Regions from separate parts of the Mus musculus genome. Here region 1 is linked to region 2. A link is a contact called in public HiChIP or PLAC-seq data. All regions are on one chromosome and are shown on one strand. The core of a region is the stretch at or near the end of the contact, and the rest is flanking DNA. Distances in the headings are between cores, read along the strand shown.

Region 1 (4,966 bases), core at 415-2,914, 66 kb before region 2:
TAACAGAGAATTGCTTATAAATATTCTAGGAGCTATATAATAATCTGAAACTAGCAATAAACCAACCACATCACAAATGAACGAATAAATAGATCCATATAATGAAATTCTATTTAGCAGGGAAAAAAAACCATGAATCACCAGTAGATGCAGCCGCATTAATGACTCTCTAAATAATAATGTTGAATATAAAAGGGTAGTCCAACTAGACAGTTGACCACATGCCAGGGATGCCCCCCGCAAGAGTGAGTTTTCAAAACAGGACACAAAGTTGGGCTGGGTAGGGCAGTAGGATCAGAGAATAGTTAGAGAAGTCAAGATGCTCAAAGTGATTTATATAGACTTTGAAAAGACACAATATTATTTTTTAAAAAAGAAAGTGGTTCAAAAGTAGTAAACTCTGTGTCAATCTATTTCTAGAACTAAAAACTAATCTACATGACATAAAATGGGTTGGTGGTTACCTGGGGATTTGGGGCAGTTGCATTGAGGAGAGAAGCCATGTGAGACACAGTAAGAGCCTTGGGACATGGATGGTCATCAGCTCGATTGTGGTAATGGTCTCGGGGAGTTCATGCTTGTCAAGAATTAACAAAGTATTCCTCTTAGATGCATATAGTTCATGTGTCAGTTTTACTTTTTACTAAATTCAAGTTCTGTTGTGCAAGTACAAAACACAACACAAACATACACCACACATACACAGCACAGACACAACACACAACATAATACAGATACAACACACCACATACACATACACCCTCCACACACCACACACAAACACTATACACCACACACCCTATAGACCCTATAGACCCATCATAGACACAAATAGCATACACACACCCCACATGCACACCACACATATACAACACAAATACACACCACATAAACACACACCCACACCACTGAACCACATTGTGTTTATCTTGTCAAACATCATCTCTCTGTCTCAGTCTATCTGAGCCTCTCCTCTTAGTTAATGTGAATGCTGCTACTCTGAACATGAGCATATGAACATATGAGCATATGATATCAAGTCCCATCTTTTACTTCTTTGCAATACATGCTCAGAAGGAAAACTTCTGGATCACATAAGCTCATCGTGATGCAAGTATTACAGTGATAAATACATTTCTTAAGGAATTTCTTTCTGCAGTGGATTCTGCTGAAAGATGACTTAGGGGGTATCAGATAGATCATTTTATATAACTTTCCTGATACCCTTTCAGGCATCTTTGTACGTAAGGAAGCCAAGGGGGGCCCTGTGAGGCTCAGCAGGCTGCATAGTCTGGCAAAAAGCAGAGGCATCACTGTACCAGAGGTCACACTCTGCTATTGTTGACCTCCAAGTCAACTGATATTTCATTCATCTATAAAGTACTTAGTTGCAGTAATGGAGTATGAAGCCCTACTGCCCAGTGACTCACACTGCAGCATTACAGCCTCTGGCTTTGTGCCAAGAGTTACACTGACTGCTAGGGTCTCATAGGACCCATCACTGAAGGGGCTGCCTCCCCCCCCCCCCCCCCGTTTAGAAGAGCAGTCCCCCTTCCTCCTCTAGAGATAAGAGCTAGAAATTCCCATCTCCTTCTGCTCCCCCACCTCCCAACTCTGCTTCCACCCTGAAGGTTCTGGAGGTAACTGGTTGCACTGAGTCATCATGTCCCCTGGCTGGCTGCATTTCCTTCTTTCAACCAAGCCCGTTTTATCCTGCACAAGCATGAAACCTCTCTGCGTGCAGTTTCCTTTTCAAGTCTGACCCACACTGCTTTCGTTATCTCATAGGAATGTTAAAGAATGAGAATGGGCTGCGCTGTTTGTTCCGAAGAGAGACACAACACATTTCTCTTTCCCTTCGAGTTTTAATTAATGGATTAGCTCATTTTAAGTTTGTAGGAAAATCCAGAGGTCAGACAACTTTCAAAGCAGAAAATAACCTACCAATCTTAATGCATGAATTAGAAACTATAATTTTTAAAGGCTCAAATGTTTAAAAAAGAAAAGCTAGGTATACTTTGATAACAAAAGCCTAGAGTATGGTGTAATACAAACCTGAGAACTGATGGCCTCAGCCACGTGCTAAGTGGATCATATTGGAGACATTATGTAAATTAGGAATAATACTACCGGAAGCTCTTCAGGGTTGCTGTGAGAAGCCAGGAGGCTGTCTGATTCAGTCTAGCACCAATCCAAAAGAAAATGTCCAATGTTTAACTTCAAAGCAAATAAACAATTATGGAATTTCTTAACATCAAACTAGATGTGCTTTCCAGAGCACCCTTCCTGAGATCAAGTCCCAAATAATCAGGCTGCTGATGAAGAATTGTTGTCATAATGGAATCTACATAAGTGTTACTTTTACCATAATGGCAGGTGGTGGGAACGAATTAATATATTGAACATGTATGATAACACATATGGCTAATGCTTTCCTAGAGTTCCAATTGTGATTACCTGGCTACTTTAAAAAGCAAGTCCAGTTATTTCAAGTGTGTGAAATGTCTAGGCAAAGGTGGATAACAGATGCACTCAGGTGTGGGGAGACATGAGCAGGAAGGAGAACCAGTCTTCGCTGATGTCCTGTGTTAGGTATCTGAACTGGGTTTTGCACTTTCCACATGGTACTAGACACCTGTTTCTGCCACACAGCATCAGGGCCAGCAGTGTGAGAGAGTCCTATGAGAGTCTGGCAGACCCCTAACTCTGTGATTGGACATTTGTCCTGCTTGAGCCCCTGTTAGTATCTCATTCCCACAAACACTAATTGGCAATAAGCATGTGTTCCCAAAATAGGGCGTAATAGAATAGGCCGATATCATGCCAGGGTGCTGGAGGAAGGAACAACTAGCAGGGAGTGCCCACTGTTAACTCTTAGGATCAGGTTGCCACTTCCAGCTTGCAGCCTGTGCTTGGTTGGCCTCTAGGTGGTGCCCTTCTTTGACGGGCCCGATTAAAGAAAACCAGCTCAAAGGACAGAAGAGGGAAAGACTCATGCAACATGCATGAAAATACTGTTTAGCTGTGTCTGAAGCAAATGAAATCTCATAATATGTTTACACTGAGTCTGAAAATAGTAAAGGGAGCTGTAAATCATCTAGAAACCTATGGACCCAGGCAATGACCCACCTTTCAGCATAATCCAGGTTTTGTGAGGATTACTCCATAGGCCTACCCTTTAAAGTATAGAGAGGCATTCTAACTCACACCTGGCTGGGCCCCTCCTTGCCTTTCCTCCATGAGCTGATGCTTGTGTGATAAGCAAAGACAAGGATTTATGAAACAACCTTTAGCCCTCCCCTATTGAATATTTTAACCCGAGTACAGTTGGAACACCTAAAGAAAGATGACTAAGGCCTTCACTTTAACTGGCCTCTTTATTATTATTATTATTATTATTATTATTATTATTATTATTATTATTATTCAGATAATATGAAGTAGAAGCACATAGCTATATCATTCAACAAAAGTCAAGCAACATTTCCTCAGTGCACGCAGTACCCGATGCTGTGTCAGCCCTGAGCTCACACAGATAAGCAGGCACAAGCACTCTACTCTAGAAGCTTGTTTCCACAAGGAAACAGATGTATTGGTCTAAAGTTGATAACTGGATAAATGCCATTCTAACGATGAGCGATTTCCTGCAGAAACCCCATGGAAAGGGACTCCCTCTATTTGATAGGATCTGGACAGACTGTATAAAGGTGAGATTTGAACTAGGACTTGAAGCCATACTGACACTTTAAATGAAAAGATGGTGGCAAAGAGCACCATGGTAATTCAGGACATGCCATGTAGTACAGTGCTAAAAGAAAGCAGGGGCTGGGTAAGAGCAGGGAGACGTGGAGCTGGAACTTAAAGTCAGGATGCAGGCTGAAGGCCTAGCAGGCTGGGTTTTTAAGTGGCATGGTCATACCTTCATTGTGGACAGGAGCCTTGGGTGAATGGAAGGGGTAGATGGAAAGAGGGTGAGACTGGGAAAGAGAGAAAATGCTGAGAAACTGAGACAAAGACTTGGTGGCCTGAAGCAAGACTGAGGGTGCGTATGTAGATGTGTATCACTGGATCCGATCTTTGTAAATCTCTCAGCTTTCGTCTGAGCTTCCCTTTTTCACACACACAACCCAGTGTCACCACTCTCAGATGGCCAATGTTTGAAGAGACTGAAAGTGCAGTTCTTCATCAAATCGGAAGCAGCAGTTGATGCTACTACTCAATAATTTCCGTGTTCCCAGAACTTTCAAGAATGCTAACCAGGGTGTCTCTGCAGCAGAGACATTCCAGAACTGGCTGGGCCTAAGAAGTCGCTTGAGGAGCTTAACATAGATTGCTACCTTTCCCATAACTGTGAACTTTAGACCATCACAGAGCATTGCTTCCATTATATTTCAATTGTTTTCCAAGCAACAGTAGAAAGCCTTCTCAGTCCATGGCGGATGTCATCAAACTTTCAACATGTGTGAAGGACATGTGTTCCTTATGCACAAAAGGGCCATGGCAGTTCTGCCTAATAGCCCATCTCATACCTTTACACATTCAATGCTGGTAAAATTTCCTGGGGGTGTATCTGATTCCTAGGCTGCTGTAACAAAATCCCCCAAGTTGAGTAACATAGAAAAGCAAAACCATTCAGCCCCTTGGTCCTAGGAGATAACTATCTGAGTGCAAGGTATTGGAAGGGGTCCTCTCTAGGGGCCTCTCTCCTAATTCCTGGAGGTTTGCTGACACTCTATCTCTGCAACAATCATGCTTGTCCCTGTGTGTATTCGTCCCCTAATCTCTCCCTTTATACGAGGTTAATACTTCTCTTGGCCCACCCTCTTCCAACACAACTCACCCTAATTTACCTTCAACAACACTATTTCCACAGGTCAAAGTGGTGAAGTACTGGGGGCTCACATTTCAGTATGTGGGTGGTGAGAAGATAATCCAACCAGTAACACAGGGAGGAGACAGCTTTGGT
Region 2 (4,942 bases), core at 419-2,918:
GGGAGGGGGAAGGCAAGGGTGGAATGGGGGGGGTTGATAGAGGGGTAACTGGGAAGTGGGATATCATGGGAAGGGGGATTGGTGGAGAAGATAACTGGGAAGTGGGATATCATTTGAGGTGTAAATGAATGGAATTGTTAATTAAAAAATGAAAGAAAAGAAAGTGCCTTAATCTGAGTGGCCTGTAGAAGAGTCTGTGGGATTTTTTTGTTTGTTTAATTAGGCATTTATTTCATTTACATTTCCAATGCTATCCCAAAAGTCCCCCACATGCTCCCCCACCCATCCACTCCCACTTCTTGGCCCTGGTGTTCCTCTGTACTGAGGCAAATAAAGTTTGCATGACCAATGGGCCTCTCTTTCCACTGATGGCTGACTATGCCATTTTCTGATACATATGCAGCTAGAGACACGAGCTCCAGGGGGGTACTGGTTAGTTCATATTGTTGTTCCACCTATAGGGTTGCAGATCCCTTTAGCTCCTTGGGTACTTTCTCTAGTTCCTCCATTGGGGGCCCTGTGATCCATCCAATAGCTGACTATGAGCATCCACTTCTGTGTTTGCTAGGCCCTGGCATAGTCTCACAAGAGACAGCTATATCTGGGTCCTTTCAGCAAAATCTTGCTGGTGTATGCAATGGTATCTGCGTTTGGAAGCTAATTATGGGATGGATCCCCGGATATGACAGTTTCTAGATGGTCCATCCTTTTGTCTCAGCTCCAAACTTTTTCTCTGTAACTCCTTCCATGGGTGTTTTGTTCTCAATTCTAAGAAGTGGCAAGGTGTCCACACTTTGGTCTTCTTTCTTCTTGAGTTTCCTGTGTTTTGCAAATTGTATCGTATATCTTAGGTATTCTAAGTTTCTGGACTAATGTTGTTATTATTATTGTTGATGCTGTTGTTGTTATTATTATTTACTACTTTATATCATACAATAATAAATAATAATAACAACAATAATAAAAATAATAAATGACTGATGTGGATGGATCCATCCCACCAGAGGCTATATCACCCCCTGCCAGGTGTTTCTACGTTGTCTAAAAAAGTCAAGCAGAGCAAGCCAGAAAGCAACAACCCTCCATGGTCTCTGCTTTAGTTCTTGTCTCTAGGTCCCTGCATTGCTTGAGTTCCTGCCTTGGCTTCCATCTCCTCATCCTCTGCACCCTGTAGTTGGATCAGGAATCACTGTTATCACTATTGTGCCGCCCCAGACTCCAAGTTCATCAGGATTATACGTGATGGTACCTGAGGTTCCAGGGGAAGCAGTGACAGTCATCATTCTGTGAATGCCCTACTGTATTGACAGAAGTGGAGCTGTCATCCAACCAGCTGCTCTGTGCTACAGGAGCTGTCCTCATAACTTTAAGGTGCTCTATACTCATAGCTGCTCAAGGTGCCTGTTCTGATCTCAGAACTCACTGCTGTGATCAGCCTATTGCCAAAACTGTGGCTTTGGCTTTTGGAAACATTGCCTCAGTCATGATTTCTTCAAACCCCCTGAAACAACCCCATAAAAGCTTCCCTGTAATGAGGAAAACTTCCAATGGCTTTCAATGCCCCCAACAGCAAATTTATAACTTCCACCCATCTTGCAGCTTCCTTCAGTCCTCTCAAGTAGTCAAACTTTCACATCCTGTTGTTTGCCCTAGGCAGCCCCAGTAAGTCTGTGCAGACAGCTGTGACTAAGCATAGAGTTTAGTGGCTAAGAGGCTGTATGGGCACCAAACAGAGGAAGTCTTACCCATGTGGTTTTGTTGCCTACATGTAGCCTTTCTCACAGGTAGAGCAGGCTCTGTGGTAGACTGAGTGCTTGCCTTGTTGAATCCTCAGTATCAAAAATAAATAAAATGAAGGCAAATAATAATCAAATTGTGACAGCTAATTTTGATACATGCCCCTGGGCATACTTGGGAGGGATTTTCTTGATTAGGTTAGTTGTAATGACAGAAGCTGGCCTAACTGTGGGCAGCACTTTCTGATGATGTCAGCCAGATATAAGGAGGTCAGATGAAAGAATTTCCTTTGGTGTGCATTTCTTAGCATCTCACCTGAGACTGTATGTACCCTGTTTGAAAGTTCATCTACCCTGTTGTTGCTGCTGCTGCTGCTGCTACATTCTTAACTGACATTGGACCGCATCCTCAATATTCCAATATAAATGAAGAACAGCTGTTCTCCCAGGATCCTCCAGGTCTTCAGCACCAGATCAAAACTTCCAAGATACCAAGTCTTGTGGCCCCACAGCTATCTACTGTCAGCCTCAGCAGTGTGAAGACAGCCATTGTTAAACTATGGAGACTACATTGTATAAGTCAATCTGACAAATATTTAACATGTGTTCACTTTATAGTTTATAAACTATAAACTAATACTTTATAGTTCTCTTCTGTCAGATAACCCTGACAAATAAATTACTAAATAAACCAATACATTTGCTGAGTCTCAGGCCGACTTTGATACATTTCTGAGATCACAGAGAAGTGAATGCTAGCTTGAACTCAAGCCTTGTGATGGAAAATTTATGGCCTCCTGTAATTTCTTTGCAGTACTTCTGAACATAAAAAGATATATATATTCCTGAGCTCGTGAAATTTTAGACTGATTGAGAATGGAGAAAATGTTTTCTCACCTTTGCATTCATTCTGGTCTAAATGTCCAGCAAGGACCCTCAGCAGGAGGTCTTGTGCCAAGCTTTGGATGAACAAATCAGTAGAAAGTGTGCTCAAGTCAGAGTGAACATGTGACCCAATACGTGAATGGAGTCAGGAAACTGACAGCACTCTCAGAGCAGCTTTTATGGAGAGAGTAAGTCTGCACCATAGAGTGACTCATAAGATTCTATTAGAGATATTCATACAGAGCTGTCTGGTCTTTTTCACAAATGTCATCACACTGAGAAAACAGTCAAGTTAGGAATGTGATATGAAAGAGGGATCTGAGAGGTGACTCGCCCCTTTTTCTTGGTTTCTGGAATCTGTTACTCAAAGGAGGAATATTGCTGAGTATATTTCTTTGGGGACCAGCATTATTAATCCTCACAAAGACATGCTATGGAGAGAAGGCCCAGCTGTTTAACACGAGGTTTACAACCAGCCAACCAACCAAACAAACAAACAAGCAACCAAGCAACAAACAAACAACAGCAGGTGCCATGAACTATGCTCATCTGTTTAAACACCCAGGAAAAGATGGTAGCTTTTCAATAAATTAATGTATAAATGCTTAGAATATCTAATATTGTTTAATTGTCCTTATTCAATAATGTATAAAGTTTAAGTTCTATTTCTTGATTTACAACCATAATGCCTAACATTTTTACAGGTTAATTAATTTTAAAATGATTTCCTTTAGAATATTCAACAAACACTGTCTTAAAAATTATCAGAATATAACACAAATAATTCCATACAATCAATAAATATAATAGTTATCTCCCTTTAACACTTTATATCTAGAGCAAAAAAAGCTCTCAATTTCCTATTAAATTTTTATCTTAAAAACAATATTAAGTGCTTTTTCTATGTATGACTCCCCGCAGTAATTAATAAAATGGATTGATCGGGTTCTGTTAAACACAGGCAAGTCATAGAACAAGGATATACAGAAATATAATCTTATATAATTTAAATTGTTTAGTTTAAATAAGACCTTTTTTTTTATATATCTGTAATAAGGATAGCAGTTTGGAACCATAGCATAAATTTCTTCTTCTATTTGTTTGTGTGTGACATTGTTTATCACTGGCCAGTTCCATCTGGACCTCGGTCCGGACATTTTGTAGTGATATAGTAAAGCAAGGTACCTGCACCCTGCTTAGCTTTTCGCTGGCTCAGCAGGGCATCCCAAAGAGAGTCCCTTTGGCAAGAAGAAAAGAAAGAAATTTCCAAATTCTCCTAAAGACTACTTTAATGATAGCAACACTTGGGGCACAGTAGGCTGACTTTTAAAATAAGCCATAGAGAAAAGAAACTAAGGAGGAAGCCATAAAGGAACCACACTAGCCTAGGGAATTAAAATAGTAGATTGTAGCCACCGCCCTGTTATTTCTCCCTTCGGTGCCACAGGCCCAGGCTAAGCCCCACCCCCCACCCCGCCCCGCCCCGCTCCCAGGGGGCGTGTAGGGATGATCAGGAGATCCTGGACTGCAAACCTTGAGAGGTTCCAGCTCCTTATACTGAAGCCCAAAAGGACACCTTTCAAAAAGTCTGTGCCCTGGACCCCTTACCTCCACCTAGTATGGCCTCTGTACCAAAGATGCGGTACGGTAACAAAGTTTCTAAACATCTTGGAAGAACTACAAGCCAGTAGTGTCAGCTTTCTCCGCCAGGTACAAGAAAGCCTGTGAATTCTTAGAGAAGCCCCATTCCCTCTATTTAGGGCAGCACCCAGGTCCAGCAGGATGTGGGAAAGACAGGAAGGTGCCTATATGTACTCATCCCAACCCCAGCTTACTCTAGAACCTTCTACATAGCCTCCCAGGTGGCTGAGTATATCAAAGATAGGAGACTACCAAGACCAAAGTCTGGGGAATTAAAAACAGCAACCTTTCCAAGCATGGGTGGAAGCCTGGTAACGGATGGGCCCAGTTTACACTCAACAGACACATCTGATACATCTGCCTCAAACCGGAGGCTATCAAACCACTAAATGACAAGTTATAGACTGCTGTGTTCCAGTTTTCACATCCCTGAGAGAAGGGCAGCATGAAATCGGCTGAACTGGAAGATACTGGGCGCCTTTCGCTGGCAGATTTTGTTTGGTTTTCTGTTTCCTTTAATAAATGCAGTTATTTCATGAACAAGAATAAATCGCTCAGTCAAAACAAATAATGAAAAGATATTTGTTTTTAAAACTTAGTAGGCTAAATGTTTACAGCTTCATCAAAGTCCAATGTAAACAACATAAAAATTTAACTCCATAAGTTACAATGTGATGACT

Evidence for each region. HiChIP or PLAC-seq counts read pairs in DNA pulled down with a chosen protein or histone mark.
Region 1: an H3K27ac HiChIP or PLAC-seq map of microglia shows a contact between it and region 2, with 5 times the contacts expected there. The contact joins two enhancer-like sites. A contact is called at or near these places in 1 of 39 promoter capture datasets (macrophages), 1 of 15 datasets of contacts at CTCF or cohesin (CD8 T cells), 5 of 484 Hi-C or Micro-C datasets (the C2C12 cell line, Th1 cells, bone marrow-derived macrophages and 2 more), 3 of 115 datasets of contacts at active chromatin or transcription factors (bone marrow-derived macrophages, extraembryonic endoderm stem cells and microglia) and 1 of 9 other capture datasets (liver).

Annotation. Positions count from the first base shown.
Region 1 is chr4:88,512,554-88,517,519 of GRCm38.p6, reverse strand. No RefSeq gene overlaps it. Among named protein-coding and RNA genes, the nearest start is that of Ifnb1, 7.8 kb to the left of the region's middle. Within about 2 kb of position 1,664, at least 127 of the 459 cell types and tissues checked have an H3K27ac peak or open chromatin away from gene starts, as enhancers often do. A contact at or near this core is called in CD8 T cells, bone marrow-derived macrophages, hematopoietic stem cells and 1 more, where this site is marked.
Region 2 is chr4:88,447,042-88,451,983 of GRCm38.p6, reverse strand. No RefSeq gene overlaps it. Among named protein-coding and RNA genes, the nearest start is that of Hacd4, 11 kb to the right of the region's middle. Within about 2 kb of position 1,668, at least 64 of the 459 cell types and tissues checked have an H3K27ac peak or open chromatin away from gene starts, as enhancers often do. A contact at or near this core is called in CD8 T cells, bone marrow-derived macrophages, hematopoietic stem cells and 1 more, where this site is marked.